Regions from separate parts of the Mus musculus genome. Here region 2 is linked to region 1. The links are chromatin contacts, called in public Micro-C maps. All regions are on one chromosome and are shown on one strand. The core of a region is the stretch at or near the end of the contact, and the rest is flanking DNA. Distances in the headings are between cores, read along the strand shown.

Region 1 (7,044 bases), core at 1,259-3,758:
GCCTTCCTTAGCTCCCTGAAGTCTTGAGCATCAAGTCTGTCCTTGGTGCCTGCGGTGGTCGGGTGCTAGCACCTGTCCGCAGGACCCCAGCTCTTCTAAGTACCTCCTTTGAAACCCTTGCCCAGCGGGGGGAAGAAAGTCCAGTGCCCTCACCCCACTCCTACACAAGGCTGTTCGGCTGCCCACCCCGATGCCCAGCGCCACCGGCGGGCGCCGCACCTCGCCGGCCGCGCCGACCGCGCCTCCGGTGCTTAGCCCGCGGCCCCGCGGCGGGGCGGCCTCACTTACTGGCGGGGAAGCGCGGGTCTGGGTTGGCGCCGTACCATCCGGGGCCCGAAGCGCTGTTCCGCATGGTGTCCTGGTAAGGCGGCAGCTCGCTCATGTTGCCCAGGTTGCCGTTGCAGTAGCCCCCCACGGCGGAGTGCGAGAGCTGGGGCACCCCCGCCGCCGTCATGTGGTAGGCGGCGGTGACGGCGCCGTGGTGCCCCACGGCGTGCTGCTGCATGGCCGCGGCCGGTGGGGCCGCCTGGCCCTGTCTGTACGCTGCGAGCGGAGCCCCGAGGCCGCCGCCCTCCATGCCCACTTTCTTGTAGCTTTCCTCCAGGGGACTCAAGATGTCAGACACTGAGAACGGAGTCGTGTGCTTTGGACTCATCGACATGATTCGGCGTCGGCTGGAGGAGGAAGGAAGAGGAGGAAAAAAAAAAGGGAGAGGGGGAAGGCGAAGCCTCGCTACTTTTTTTTTCTCCCTTTGCCAAATATTCTGGTGTTACCTTAACGCCGATCTTGTTGGATGTACACGTAACGGAGTGGACCGAGTCCGCCTTAATTGGCTTGAGTGGAGGCTCGGGGGCTGCCTCGCGTTTGTTTTAGCCCGGCGCCAGGTTTTAGGCAGCCACCAGAGGCGGGGCATAAGCGCTAAAGCAACAAGACAATAGAAGCCTACATCTTGCCCGAGATAATTAGCTTACATGCTGATGACAAGGTAAACACCTTTAAGCTTCACTTGTCAAGATTTTTAGGTCTCAAAGAGAGAAAGAAGGAGAGAGGGAGAGAGAGAGAGAGAGAGAGAGAGAGAGAGAGAGAGAGAGAGAGAGAGAACCAAAGCATTACTTTCCCCCTCCCTTGGACACCCCCACCCCCATTTTTGTGGGGTGCCTGTGGCGCGCGAGGAAAAGGCGGGGGGGGGGGAAGGAGGAGGGAACCGAGAGCGGGAGGGCCAGAGGTGGGGTAGAGAATAACCTAAGGGGAGGGATGGAAAGGAGAACGGAAGGTGAATACTGCTTTGCAACCAACTTGGGGAGTTACAAAGTGGAACCGCGGTCCAATTTGGTCGGGGTTCCGAGGTCAGGGGCTGGCCTTTGGGGGAGAAGGGGGCTGAGGAGCAGGGAGCGGGATTTCACCTGAGCCTGCCGGGGCTGCTCCTCCCTCCCGCTGCGGCCTCCCAGCCCCGCGCCTTCCCACCGCCTCCGGACCACATCGGGCTTCGCTGCGCTGAGCCCCAGTCACCACCAAAAGAGTGTGCGAGTCTGGGGATGAACCCTGGGGCTGCACTGTTGGTCTATGTGTCTGTCAGTCTGTCTGCTTCTTCTGCCGCCGCCGTCAGAGGGACACCTCTGCTCCCCGCCCCCTTTCCCCTTACCCGAGAGAATCCCAGCGGGCGGAGGGGGAGCTGAGTAAGGGAACGACTGCCTCCGGGAGGCTGTCACCGATCCCCGCGCCACCCCCCACCAAGCTCCTGGCTCCCTAGCGGACCAGCCCCCCCAGCCCACCCCACCCCGCCGCTCCCTTTCTCCACCCCTTTTGCCGGCCCAGGCAAGTACACCGCTGGCCCTCTGAGCTACGAGGCTAAGGGTGCGGGGGATTAACAGGAGAGTCCACCACGGAAGTTGCCCCATCTCGAACAAACCTGGTGCCCCTGACCCTTGCCCATGGCCTGGATACTTCGGCTTCAGAAGCTGATGCTGTCTTTCCGAGGACATCCCAGTCCCAGCACCCCAGCTCAGATCCCCGCAGTTTTCCCTTCCGATGCTTCAGTGAAAGCCCGGGCGGGGAGCCGCGTGAGCGCCCGCAGATCCGTTGCAGAGTGGAACTGAGTCTGAACCCGGGTGGAACTCGTTGTCCGGGAGGAGGCGAATATCTCGACGCCCGCAGCCCAGCGGGCGGGAGGCTGGGCTGAGGCTCGCCTCCTCCCGGAGCTCAGCCATGCAAAAGTGCACTTGCTTCCCCGGGAATAACCAAATATCTTTGTCTAAAGTGGCGGCGTAAATGGCCGGTCGCTTTGTGGCCACGCTGGATATTAGTAGATGAGGATCATTCTGCTTCAATTGGGCGCCTCTCATCCGGCTAGGAAGAAACTGCTTAGGAGGAAGTGGGTTTCCTGTCTGAGCGTTCCCAGGCTTCAAGTGTGAGCCCCGCGCCTTGAGGGTCCTTGGGCGCCTGGCAAGGGGGAGCTGTGGGCTGTGCTCCCTAGCGGGCCCGGGGGCGTCAGCCTCATTGCTGTTACCAGGTCAGGATCAGCAGCTAAGTGGGTTACCCAGCCAAGCCCTGCATGGCACAGATTTGGAGACCACCTCCGTTTTTTTTTTTTTCTCCTTGGAATTTAAGCGTTTTCGTTATTGTTTGTTTTTGTTTTGGCTTTGCTTGTCTGCTGTTCGAGCTTTCTTGGAGCGCTAGAGGCTGGGAGGGCGGAGTGCTTCCTGGCCCGGCAGGTGCCTCCTAGACACTTCGGCGGCCAGTCAAGGAGGCTTCTTGATTTTGGTTTTTGTTTTCACATTTTCTTTCCCCTCCTTGTAGTGAGGGAGCTCCCGATAATGAACAAGCAGTTTTGAACTACTTAATTCAGCAGGGTAGGCTCCTTTCCATTAATAGCAATTATAGTATGGAAAGTTGTTTTATTTGCTTTTTAAGATCTCTCCTTGAAGAGTGCTCTCTACTCCCTCAACACAAAGCCGACGACTAAACTAACATTAGCTTTCCTCACCACCTACCTCCATCGTGAAGGGAAGGAAGGCTCTGGGCATCAGCGGGCCTCCCATCTGGGCCCGCATTTTCGAACCGCCCCCGAGGTGGCTTTGAAGCAGGGAACCCCGACTTTAAGCGGCCAGGTGCGTTGTGTCTCTGTAGCTAAGGACAAGTGGAAAGCAGAGCTCTGCGCTCTCCTTTCCCAGGGACTTCTCTGGGGGGCGCTCTCAAGATGAGCTACAGCACTTTGGTCTACAGTGTCGAGAGTGCAGGGAGGGGAAGCCACGCTAGATCAAGTGAACGGCAGAAAGGGCAGGCAAAGCATAATGCAGACCTAGTCTGAAGGCGCGACCCAGATCTGCTAGCATTGGGAACGGGATCGTCTTAGGAAGTCCCTGGTCCTCCGTCTCCATTTAACCCCGTTATTTTATAATTGTTGGTGGTCATAGGAACACCAAGGGTAGAGTGTCATTTGTCTCTCCCGGTTTTAGTGCCACTTACAGAAGGAGGTAATTCTTCAGAAGGTTTTTTGGTGAGATTTAAGCAAAATCAGGCACATCAAAACACGCCCAAAGCTTTGAGGGAAGAAAATTAAGCTCACTAACAAGGTCGATATTTCTGTGTCTGTGGTTAATATCAAATCCATTGCTTCTTCGGGGGGCCTGTTAGTCTGGAGTGAAAGGTTTGTTCAATCTTCTACAGTCTCTGAGCCGTGCAGCCCGGACCTTCAAAAACACCAGCAGGTGGCCAGTTTGGGAGAATGTACACAAGCTGCATCTTAGCCCTACTGTAACTAGGGGCCCCCATCCCCAGCCGCACAGCACTAGGTGAGGGGCTGAGCTTCAGTCAGAGTTCGAGGGGAGTGATGCCTGGCAACCCCCATGCTTTACCCTGAAGGGGAGGGGAACTGGACTGAGCTTCAAACTTCTCCTGCTGGCACCAATGCCAACAGCTCCCATCTAGAACTGGGGGTGAGGGGCTCTGTTGCACTCTGTGACTTGAACCAAATGAACTTCCCATACTTCTGCCCCTTCATAAACATCCACCATTCTGGATTATTTCCCATGAGCACTGACATCCACAAGAGTAAGCCAGAATTCTCAAGAGCCTTTGGGGGCCTGGGGGGGGTGTTGGGTGGGTGGGTGGGGAGCCACCTATTTATCTCTGAACTCATCCATGCAAAGATCTTGAGAATTCTCACCAGGTTAGTCTTTCTGACTAGAGAGCATGCTGCCTCTCTGACTCATCTTGAACAGGACCCACTCGGGTTAAACCAGAGATATTTTTTTCCCCTCTTGTAGCTGTGGATTAATTCTTAAAAACCTAGTCCACCCCTCATGGCTGGTGCCTCCTGCGCTGTCAGTAGACTGGCCTTGTGGCTAGCAGGACAGAGCTCAGCCCTCATAAGGTTATTCCCTGGTTCAGCCCCAAGGGTCCTCTTTAATCTCACTAGTTAGGAATCAAAGGGCTGCAGAGACTCAGGCTTCACCAGAAGAAGAGCAGAGTAACCATTAGTCTTTGCAGCAGTGTAGCAGAGGGACACTTCCTTCTTCCCCTCCAGTGTCTCTTTGAAAGCTCACTGGTAGAACGCTAGAGAGAGGATGTCCAAACCAGATCTACCACTTGCCACCTACACCTCAGCTTGCTTACTTCCAACTCCCATGAAACCCTTCACATCTGCCAAGGGCACTAGATGTGCTTCTTCTAATGCTGCAAAGTTCAAAATGTTATCTTACAATTCATGATTCACTTAGCAACTACTCTTGGAACCCATGCTGTATCCGATATTTGGTAGGCTAGGTCAGAGTATTTAGCCATTAACGACCTATCTATGGCCGGTCTCCACCTGAAGCTTCCATATTAGCACTAGATCACTGCAGTGATGTATAATTACTTTGTAACAAGCATTGAGAAAGGGGGCGTGTCCCAGTGAAGTTTTGTGTCCTGGATTAGCTAGGTTAGTGCTGGGGGACTTGGGGGGGGGGGTGGAGATGCCCTGGAGTAGAGCTCAGAAATCTTGGTGTCTGAGACCTGGCTTTACCACTTTCTGATTATGTGAGCTCCCACCATCCCCTGGAGCAAATCCCTTCATACATGCACATGGACACCATACATGCACATGGACACGTGCATGAATGTGTGCATACACACTGTATGTGGGGATGTGGTAGAAGCCTGCCTCATACAACTTCCTACTTTGCTGTGTCAGTGACTTAAATAATCGGTGATGAGATGCTGTGCAGGAGTTTGACCGTCTTTAAGCACATTAGCACAATGAATTATTCTAATTCAGTATTTCAGACTTCAACTTGGGGATCAAGCCTCTAAGGCTCTGTAAGAAGCAACACCCAATCCTCCGATAGCTACTGCAGGTATAGCATCTTTGCTGTGCTGTACTTGGGAGGACTTGATGGGGCTGGGGAGATGTCTCAGTGGTAAAGAACACTTTCAGAGAACCTGGGTTCTATTCCCAGTACAGGATTTATGTCTCATAACCTTCTGTATCCCATTTCCAAACAATCTAATGCCCTTTTTCAGGTCTCTGCAGGAACCAAGCACACACTTAGTGCATTTAGACAAGCAGTCTCTCTCTCTCTCTCTCTCTCTCTCTCTCTCTCTCTCTCTCTCTCTCTCTCTCTCACACACACACACACACACACAATTTTTTAAAAGAGTGGGGTGGAGGCAACCTGGCACAAGAGCAACAGAAAGTGGGGAGAGAGGGTTTACTATTCTCTAACCCAGAGATCCAAGGAGTGCCTTCCAAACATGGCTAGTTTCTGAAAAGTTTTCCAAGACCCCTCTATGCTTTCCCAAGCTTTGAAAGCCTCTCTGGGGTCCTCACTAGGCAGGCTGAGAATCAGGACAGCTTTGGAGTGTTGCAAGGAAAAGAGCCTACTGCCAATTCTTTTCTTGGCTTAAAACCTTTGAGATATCTCCTTAAGTCGTGGTTTGTGCGGCCGGAGTGCAGGGCTGGGAGGACCATCACAGCATCTCCCTGACAGGAGGATGCTCTTGTGGAAATGAGATTCCATCAGAGAGTCCTCCCAGAGAGTCCTCCCCCTCCCCGCCGCCCCCCCCCCCTTCCCAGGCCTTGGGTGGTGGAGGAGTCCTCTCTTCCCTTGCTCTTCCTTCAGGTCTCAGTCCCAAGTTGTAACCAAAACCCCTATGGGCTCCCAAATTCCGGGGACGCCCCCTATAGGGATGGGGTTTGAGGCAGGAATGAATCTAAAGAGTGGATGATAAAGAAATGGGAAGCAAGCACTAAATCATACTTTGAAATGAGGGGGACAGAGATGTGACAGACAGAGATGAGAACTTGGAGCAGGGCGCAGACAGCGCTGGGCACACTCAGAGTGAGAGGTGTGAGAGATGGGGAGTGAGAGATGGGGACTGTGAACATCAGCCAGTCAGCACTATTCTAAAGAGTGTTTTAGAGGTGCTGAACGCTAACAAAGGTCCTCAGGAAGGCGCGGTTGCTTTGTCCCAAGACCTGGGCACATTCATTTAGCTTTTTATATTATAAATTGCTTGTTATTGTTATTGGGTGCTGCGGTTGGAACTCGGGACCTCGCGCATGCCAGGTGAGCGCTTTGCAAATGAGCTACATTTCCAGTATCTCTCATTCAGCTTTAGCTGACTGATCCCCCTTTCAGCCTTTTCAAATTTTGTTGCCTGTAGTATGCTTTATTTTCTGTGAAGTCGCTACAGCGGAGTTCCCTTCTCCAGTTCTTCTCCTCTGCAACCTTTCTCTTTTCTTTCCTCTTCCCTTCTATCCAACACTTGCCCTCGCGAAAAGTTTCCGACGGCCACCGTACTGTCCCAGGCCCGCTTTGGTGATTTTTGCCCTACAGTCTGGATTCCTCTTCGCTTTCTAGGTGTGGAAGCCTGCCAGATGCAGACCGAGGCGATCCGCGGCGCCCTCTACTGGTCACCAATAGAAATGTATCTCTACAGCCTCTTGGGGAAGCTTTGCAAGTAATTGGGTCATGGAAAGAAAGACTGGTAAGTTGAAAGAGACTGGGAGTGGTTAACCTTCCACCCATCCTCTCAACTGCTTATCATATTACACACTAGTTC
Region 2 (6,509 bases), core at 3,382-5,881, about 17 Mb after region 1:
ATTTTTCTGGGCACTATCTGACAAAAGAGCTTCCGATGACCTGCTTTTTTATTTGTACAATTCAATTCATAATCTTAAATTCTTGTTCGAGTTCCCTTTTAAAAAAATAGATAAATTAGGTTTGCTGTCACAGTCTTTTCATAAGTTGCTAACACAAAAGAGCCAAGCTAACATATGAAGGCTGTGGAGAAGAAACAGTGGTAAACAAAACTGCATTTCTAAATAACAAAAAAATAAATAAATACCCAAGGCTAATTTTTTTTTTCTTTCGTCATATCATTAACCTAGCCACTATTCTCTCTGTTTCGGGTGACAGACTTCAAAAATACCCTCTGCAACTCACAACTACTACTAAGAAAGCAAGAAAACTTGTTTTTAAATAGGCCCGGTGACAGCAATACACAACTCACCTTTCAGAAACAGAATCAAACTCCTGCTGGGCTACTGAGTTTTAATTTAGACTGGTTTAGGTACAATAGAAAGGAGGCCTAAAAACACATGCTGTTTTAGTAACAAACACCGGGCTGCCAGATTGGTTGGCACCCTCTTGTAAGTAGGAACTAGGAGTAGTAGCAGAGCCCTCTGCACAGAGGCAGCCTACAGATAGGAGAGTTTCTGAGGAAGAACTGATGACATTTAGGAAAGCGGGTTTTCCCCCTCCCTCGTTGGTACACGTTTAGAGTTTGTCATAAAAATTAAAAAACAAAACAAAACAAGAAAACAATCACCAAAACCCCTATTAAATTTGACAAAAATAGTTGTATTACTAACATCGCTGCTACCCTAACCGCCTCCCATAGAGAGCATTAAGACATTTAGGCACTTGTTTCCCTTGCTAATACTGCTCTTTTATTTTAATCTACATAAAATTATTTAACACTAAATATGAAAAATGTAAACTTAATCTTCCCATCAAAAAACAGCTGTGATTATAGTTTTCCTATTTGTCTTAAGAAGGCAGCCAGTTCCCCTCACACTGAAGGTTTCTTGTTTTCATTATTTTGATCTCTCTTCATTTCCTTTTCCTCTTCCCTAAACCGTTTCTCCATAAATAAATTAAAAAAATAATTACAATCCAGCTGATTTGTAATTTCTGTTCATTAAAAGAAGACGAGGAGGAGGAGGAAGAAGAGGTGGAATAAGGGACTACTGTAAAGGATGCCTGGGTTGCCCAGAACCAAGCCTGGCTGTTTTTGTTATTTCCTGACCTTTTAGTGGGAGGGGAAATGCAAGGGTATTAAGAGTTGGAGAGGAGGGAGAGGATGCTCAACTGAGACCGCTGTTGGTTGTAATTTTTAAAAAGACAATTGTGAAAGCCTGTGGTTCCTTTCTGCGCAAAGAACCCCAGAAACAAGCTGCAGAATTGTCCCTGGCTTCTATGTACAAGTGTCCCCTAGATTGCTGCGGTTGGTTGCTGCTCCGGCCATCCCTTCAAGGCCCCAATATCTCCCCACTTAGGAACCCAAGTCCACCAAACTGGAGGTGAGTGGGCCCAGCAGAGAGTCCTGGAGCTGGTGCTGATGGGCTTGCAGACCGTGGCTGGGCTGGGAGGCTGTGAGGCCTGGAAGAGAATAGTTTGAGCTCCTGGCGTGGCCCATATTGCTCTGGAGCAGAAGGACCGAGTTCTGGTCTGGACTTTGGGGGGGTGAGAACTCCTCTTCTGAGCTGGACATGAGCGGCTTGCCCCCTTCCAGAGGAGAGAGTTGATTCTGCTTGTTGGAGGAGGAGTTATTGTTTTCGGTGTTCTCCCTGAGAAATAGAGGACAACGCCATATGGTTAAAAAGAAGTTTTGTTTTGTTTTGTTGCTGTTTTTAAAAAGTGTGAGATGAAAGAAGGGGGGCTGGGAGGAGGAAAGGGCCGTTGTGCAATCTGTCACCAACCCAAACGGAGGCGCTCTGCCTCCCACCCAGCCCCAAGGGTCATGGGGGAGGTGAAGAGGCAGCCTAAAGAAATGGGGGTGGGGGGCTGCTGGGAGATAGTTCCTTACTTTACTGTACGTCTCACAGTCGGGTGAACCAGATTTATTTAAAATAAGCCAAAAAGAAAAAAAAAATGTTTTCAGCTTTGTATGTTTAAGTACCTATTAACCAGCCCCATAGTTCCAAGTAACTGTTTGGAAGCCTTCCGACAAATGGTTGTTGCAATAACGAAATGATCGGGAGACAAACTGCCCAATGCACAAATGCTTGCTCTGACCCAAGTCAATTGCCTGCCTCCATCTGAGGAAACAATTAGATGACCAGTTTCCCTGCCCCTGTCTGGAGGCTGGGGTTCCAGAGACCTAGGACAGGTCATGGGAAGTCGTGCCCAGAGCGGCCCAGTGACCTGAGTAAACACAGGGAGCTTAGCCAGTCTCTCGGATTTCACCCGGGAGTGGGCCCTCGCTTGGCTTGGGGACCGGCCGTTTTGTAAACTAAAGGGTAGCTGGAGCCGAGCAATCCCTGTTTCGTTACTCCTAGTTCATTCCCCAGCCCCTCCTGCTCTCCTCTCTGAGCTGCTCGCCCACAATCCAGAGCCTCCCACCCTTTCTCAGCCGGGCAAACTTCGCTGCCCCGCCCCGGCTGGGCGCCGGCCGACCCCGCACAACGGAGTGTCAGTCCGTCCCCGCACCGGGTCCCCGGGTCCCCGGGTCCCACTCAACTTCAGGACTGCTCGCTCTTCCTCCTTTCCAGCGCCGGCGGCCACCCGGAGCCTAGCGCTCGCCCGCCTGCACACTCCCTTCCCAGCACCGTCTTTCTCTTCCGGAGAGCCCCTTTCCCCGGAATTTAGGCAGGCTCTGTGGTTTCCCCACCCAGGGGGAATCCTGGAAGCCAGATCTTCGGCCCCCAGGCTGACAGTGAACAAAGGCGAGCACAGCGGGGCTCTGTGCCCAGCTCCCCAACTTTTCCGCCCCGCGCTCCTCCGAACCTCGGCCAGAAGCTCCGCTACGAACCTCCCGGGCCGAGGAACCGCCGCGTCTGCGAGAGGAGAGGAGGGGAGAAGGGAGACTTTTCCCCTTTCTTTCTTTTTCTTTCTTTCTTTTCTTTTCTTTTTTTAAAGCTTTGCTTCCGTGCTCCCGGGAGGGGGAAGCCAGCGACTGGAGCCCTTCTCCTCGCCCGCAGCGGCGGCGGCGGGGCCAGCGAAAGCAACCCGGCCAAGCATGAGGGAGCGCGGCAGGCGGCAGTCTTCTCCCGGCTTGGGGCCTCTGATAGGACACCCAGCAGCGACACCCCCAGTGTCCCCTTTCCAGGGTATTTCTTTTTACAAGACTCCTCCCTTTGTCCAACTAGCGCGAAATGAAGCAGAACTCTCCTCCATAGACTAGCCGGAGAGAATGAGCAGAGAGCCGGGAGGTACTGGGGGCCGAGCGTTCGACTCAGACCAGCTTCAAGACGGAGCGAAAGAGCGGAGGTTCGAGACCTTCCGCCGTACCGAACAGCTTCCCTCGCGATACCAAGCAATACCCCCGTTTCCTCTGATCTACAAACTCCCTGGCCATCCCTTCTCTTCGCCGGAGCCAGCCCGGAGGGCATGAAACAAACCCAACGCCGACCGTTCCCCACACTTTCCCTCACCAAAGAAACCCACGCGCGAGTGCTCCACGCAAACGCGACCCAGTCCCTAACAGGCAACCTCAAGAGTTCATGAACCTTCACAGCAGCGTCGCCGAGGCCGGGGTGCCGCCCCACGGACCTCTGCCGGGTGGCGGCGGGTAGGAAGCTGGTGGCGACGCCTGCGGGGGGCAGAAGGGAGCGAAGGGTGAAACTTCCCGGGGTCACCCGAGCCTGGGCAAGCACGCCGCGTACCTTTCCTTGGCCTCGGCGGCCCGGTCTCTTTGCCTCCGGTTCTTAAACCAGTTGCTGACCTGGGTGGTGGTGAGGCCGGTGGCCTCGGCCAGCTCCCGTTTCTCCCTCGGTGAGGGGTAGGGGTTGTGCGCGTACCACTCCCGCAGCACGCCCCGAGACTTCTCCTTAAAGCAGTAGCTGGTCTCCTCGCCGTCCCAGATGGTCCGCGGCAACGGGAATTTTCGGCGCACCCGATATTTGCCCACGGCACCCAGGGGTCGGCCGCGAAGTTTCTCGGCCTCCACGTAGTGCGCTTTCAGCCACAGCTGCTGCAGTTTGGGGTGATTGTGAGGCGAGAACTGGTGGCTCTCCAGTATCTTGTAGAGCTCGCGGAAGTTGCCGCGGTGGAAGGCGACCACCGCCTTGGCCTTGAGCACGCTCTCGTTCTTGTGCAGGTGATCGCAGGCGGGCAACGACCACAAGAACCTGCCCAGGCGTTCCAGGTTCCCTCCTTGCTGCAGAACTTCGCACACGCACGCCACTTGCTCTTGCGTAAAACCAAACGACGGCAGCATCGACATGGCTGGCGCTGCCGGGGCGCACGGGCCCGGGCGCACGCGGCAGTGAGCAGAGCTGGGAGAGCAGGGGGCGGCTGCCGCGGGGAGGGGGGCGCGGCTGCTCCTAACCCCCTCCCTAGCCTTGGCGCGGGCGAAGAGACCAGTCGAACCTCGGCGGGTGGGAGGCCAAGGAAGACGAAGAGAAGTAGGGGTGAGCTAGACTCCGAGTGGCTGGCGTTCTCTACAGCCTTCTGGGCCTCGCTGGCTCCCGCCTGCCGCCGGGTGGATGCTGCTGGTTGCCGGGGAACTTGGTTTCTGTTCTCCCCGCAGCGGCCTTAAAGCGCGCAGCGTCCCCGACACGCTGATTGGCTGCGAGCGGCGCCTATCCGAAGCTGGCCAGCCTGCGCGCCGCCCGGCCCGGCAGCAAAGCCGCGCCACCCTGCCGCCCCGCGTGGGGAGGGCGAAGCTACCGAGTGCTGCCTAGGATAAGAAGTGGTGGGAGGAGAAGGACCCGGAGAGGTGGGAAGTGAGGTGGGGTCGGGAGGAGGGAACTGGGGTGCTGAAAAGGGTGGTGACCAAGTCAGGACCTTGCGAAGCGGCGCCCTCTTTGGTGTCACCTAAGGGGAGCCTCACGCAGCACAAATCAATGGCTGCAGACGTTCTAATGACCCTCTTCTCCATATTCTTAGCCCTGTCTCTTGCAGTCTTGGCTTTTCCCGGTGAGCTCATATTTAATTACCTTAATGTTAAGATGAATAAATAATGGATTGATGAATAGCTTATGGAATGAGATAAATAATACAAAAGGAGACTAGGGTTCTGTGCTGCAAGCACTCTGAAAGTGGCTTCTTCCAGGTTTGGTTCCTGGAGGTGAAGACAAACCTAGCCCCCCACCCCCACCCCCACCCCCACCCCCCAACTCCTACACCCTTTCTCTTCCTAACTCCTAACACCTCCTAAAGGTCTCAAGGACTCTGATCTGGGCAACATTCCCCTCATTCTCAAAGTGCCTCTAGAAGAGGGATCAGAAGGGTTGACCCTGGCACTGTAGCATAGAGACACCAGGGCTTCATCTGCAATTTAGAATCTTGCTGTCCATAGACTTCTGGACTCAGTTTCCCCAGTTGTACGGTTGCGTTTTTTCAAAGCAACCCCTGCTACCGATGGATGCTGAAAAGCTTTACTTGCCATTAGCAAAAAAAAAAAAAAAAATTGGGGAACCTCATGCAAAAGGCGCTGAATGGGGTGTAAATTAAATAAAACTGCGCCCAGCTCCAATAACTGTCTGGTTGTAACATAATCCTTGCCCTGCTCTGAGAGGGACACTGCCCTCTAAGCTAGAACCACAGTGGCTCCAAGAAGATTAAATAAAGTGTGTGTGTGTGTGTGTGTGTGTGTGTGTGTGTGTGTGTTTGCAATGCTGGCCTATTTTACTGCCAGCCAATGAGATGTGTCCTGCAATTTAAGTTCCATCATCTGCTATTTTGTTTCTGTGGGGAGAATGCTTAGTAAAACTGCACAGACAAATGAAGCTGTAATTAACTTAAGCCTCATTTGCACACCTTGTTCCAAAGCAATTATTAAAAAGATTTCAAAAACAATTAGCCTCTCTAAACAAAGATAATCTATTGTCAGTGGCTAAGTCAAGCAAGAGATAAGAACAATGGGTGGAGATAAGGGAAGGTGGAGGGAGAGTGACTTTATGACTATACTTATCTCTGATTAGATAAGTTGAAAACAGAATTTTAAGTACACTTCAAAAATGCTTTTGATTCCGGTGTGCCCTCTTAGGGAGTGGCAGGGAGCAAACACTGGGCTCTTCAAACTAGCTTGTCTCCTTGCCGTGGTTTGATTCCATCAGCCAAAGAACTCTTTGCATTTTGAGATCCAAGTGAGAGAAGGGATTCCCTTTGTATTATTTAGATGTTTTTTTAAAAAATGCACCCAGTTCAGTGCACCCTGCTACATGCCTTTCAACATCATAAAGGGTTCCCACCTCAGGGCTGTTTCCCTGGAGAGATTGTAAGTAGCCAGAAAACCTCTTCTCTGATGAGCTCCCACACAAGGCTTTCTGCTTCCTTGAAACTCCGTCTACCCTGAGCAATTAAACCTTGGAAGCAGATGCTGATATGTCATTACATTTAGGCTTGGGTTTTTTTTTTAAATATATAAAATGCATTTAATGGT

The links. Hi-C and Micro-C count contacts between places; a contact is called where the count stands out from the background.
Region 2: a Micro-C map of embryonic stem cells shows a contact between it and region 1, with 17 times the contacts expected there. The contact joins the promoter of Six1 here to the promoter of Nkx2-1 in region 1. A contact is called at or near these places in 4 of 39 promoter capture datasets (cranial neural crest, embryonic stem cells and hippocampal neurons) and 2 of 484 Hi-C or Micro-C datasets (both in embryonic stem cells).

The regions. Positions count from the first base shown.
Region 1 is chr12:56,534,400-56,541,443 of GRCm38.p6, forward strand. It overlaps Nkx2-1 (NK2 homeobox 1), which reads right to left and starts at 2,509. Exons shown (of 3, transcript NM_009385.3): 1 at 1,910-2,509; 2 at 289-674. The coding sequence starts at 661. Gm26973 (a long non-coding RNA gene) reads left to right here and starts at 2,791. Exons shown (of 6, transcript XR_872771.2): 1 at 2,791-3,107; 2 at 6,843-6,969.
Region 2 is chr12:73,042,081-73,048,589 of GRCm38.p6, forward strand. Six1 (sine oculis-related homeobox 1) reads right to left here and starts at 4,632. Exons shown (of 2, transcript NM_009189.3): 1 at 3,787-4,632; 2 at 1-1,749. The coding sequence starts at 4,346. The coding sequence ends at 1,455. Gm51264 (predicted gene, 51264) reads left to right here and starts at 3,805; the gene lies at 3,805-3,868.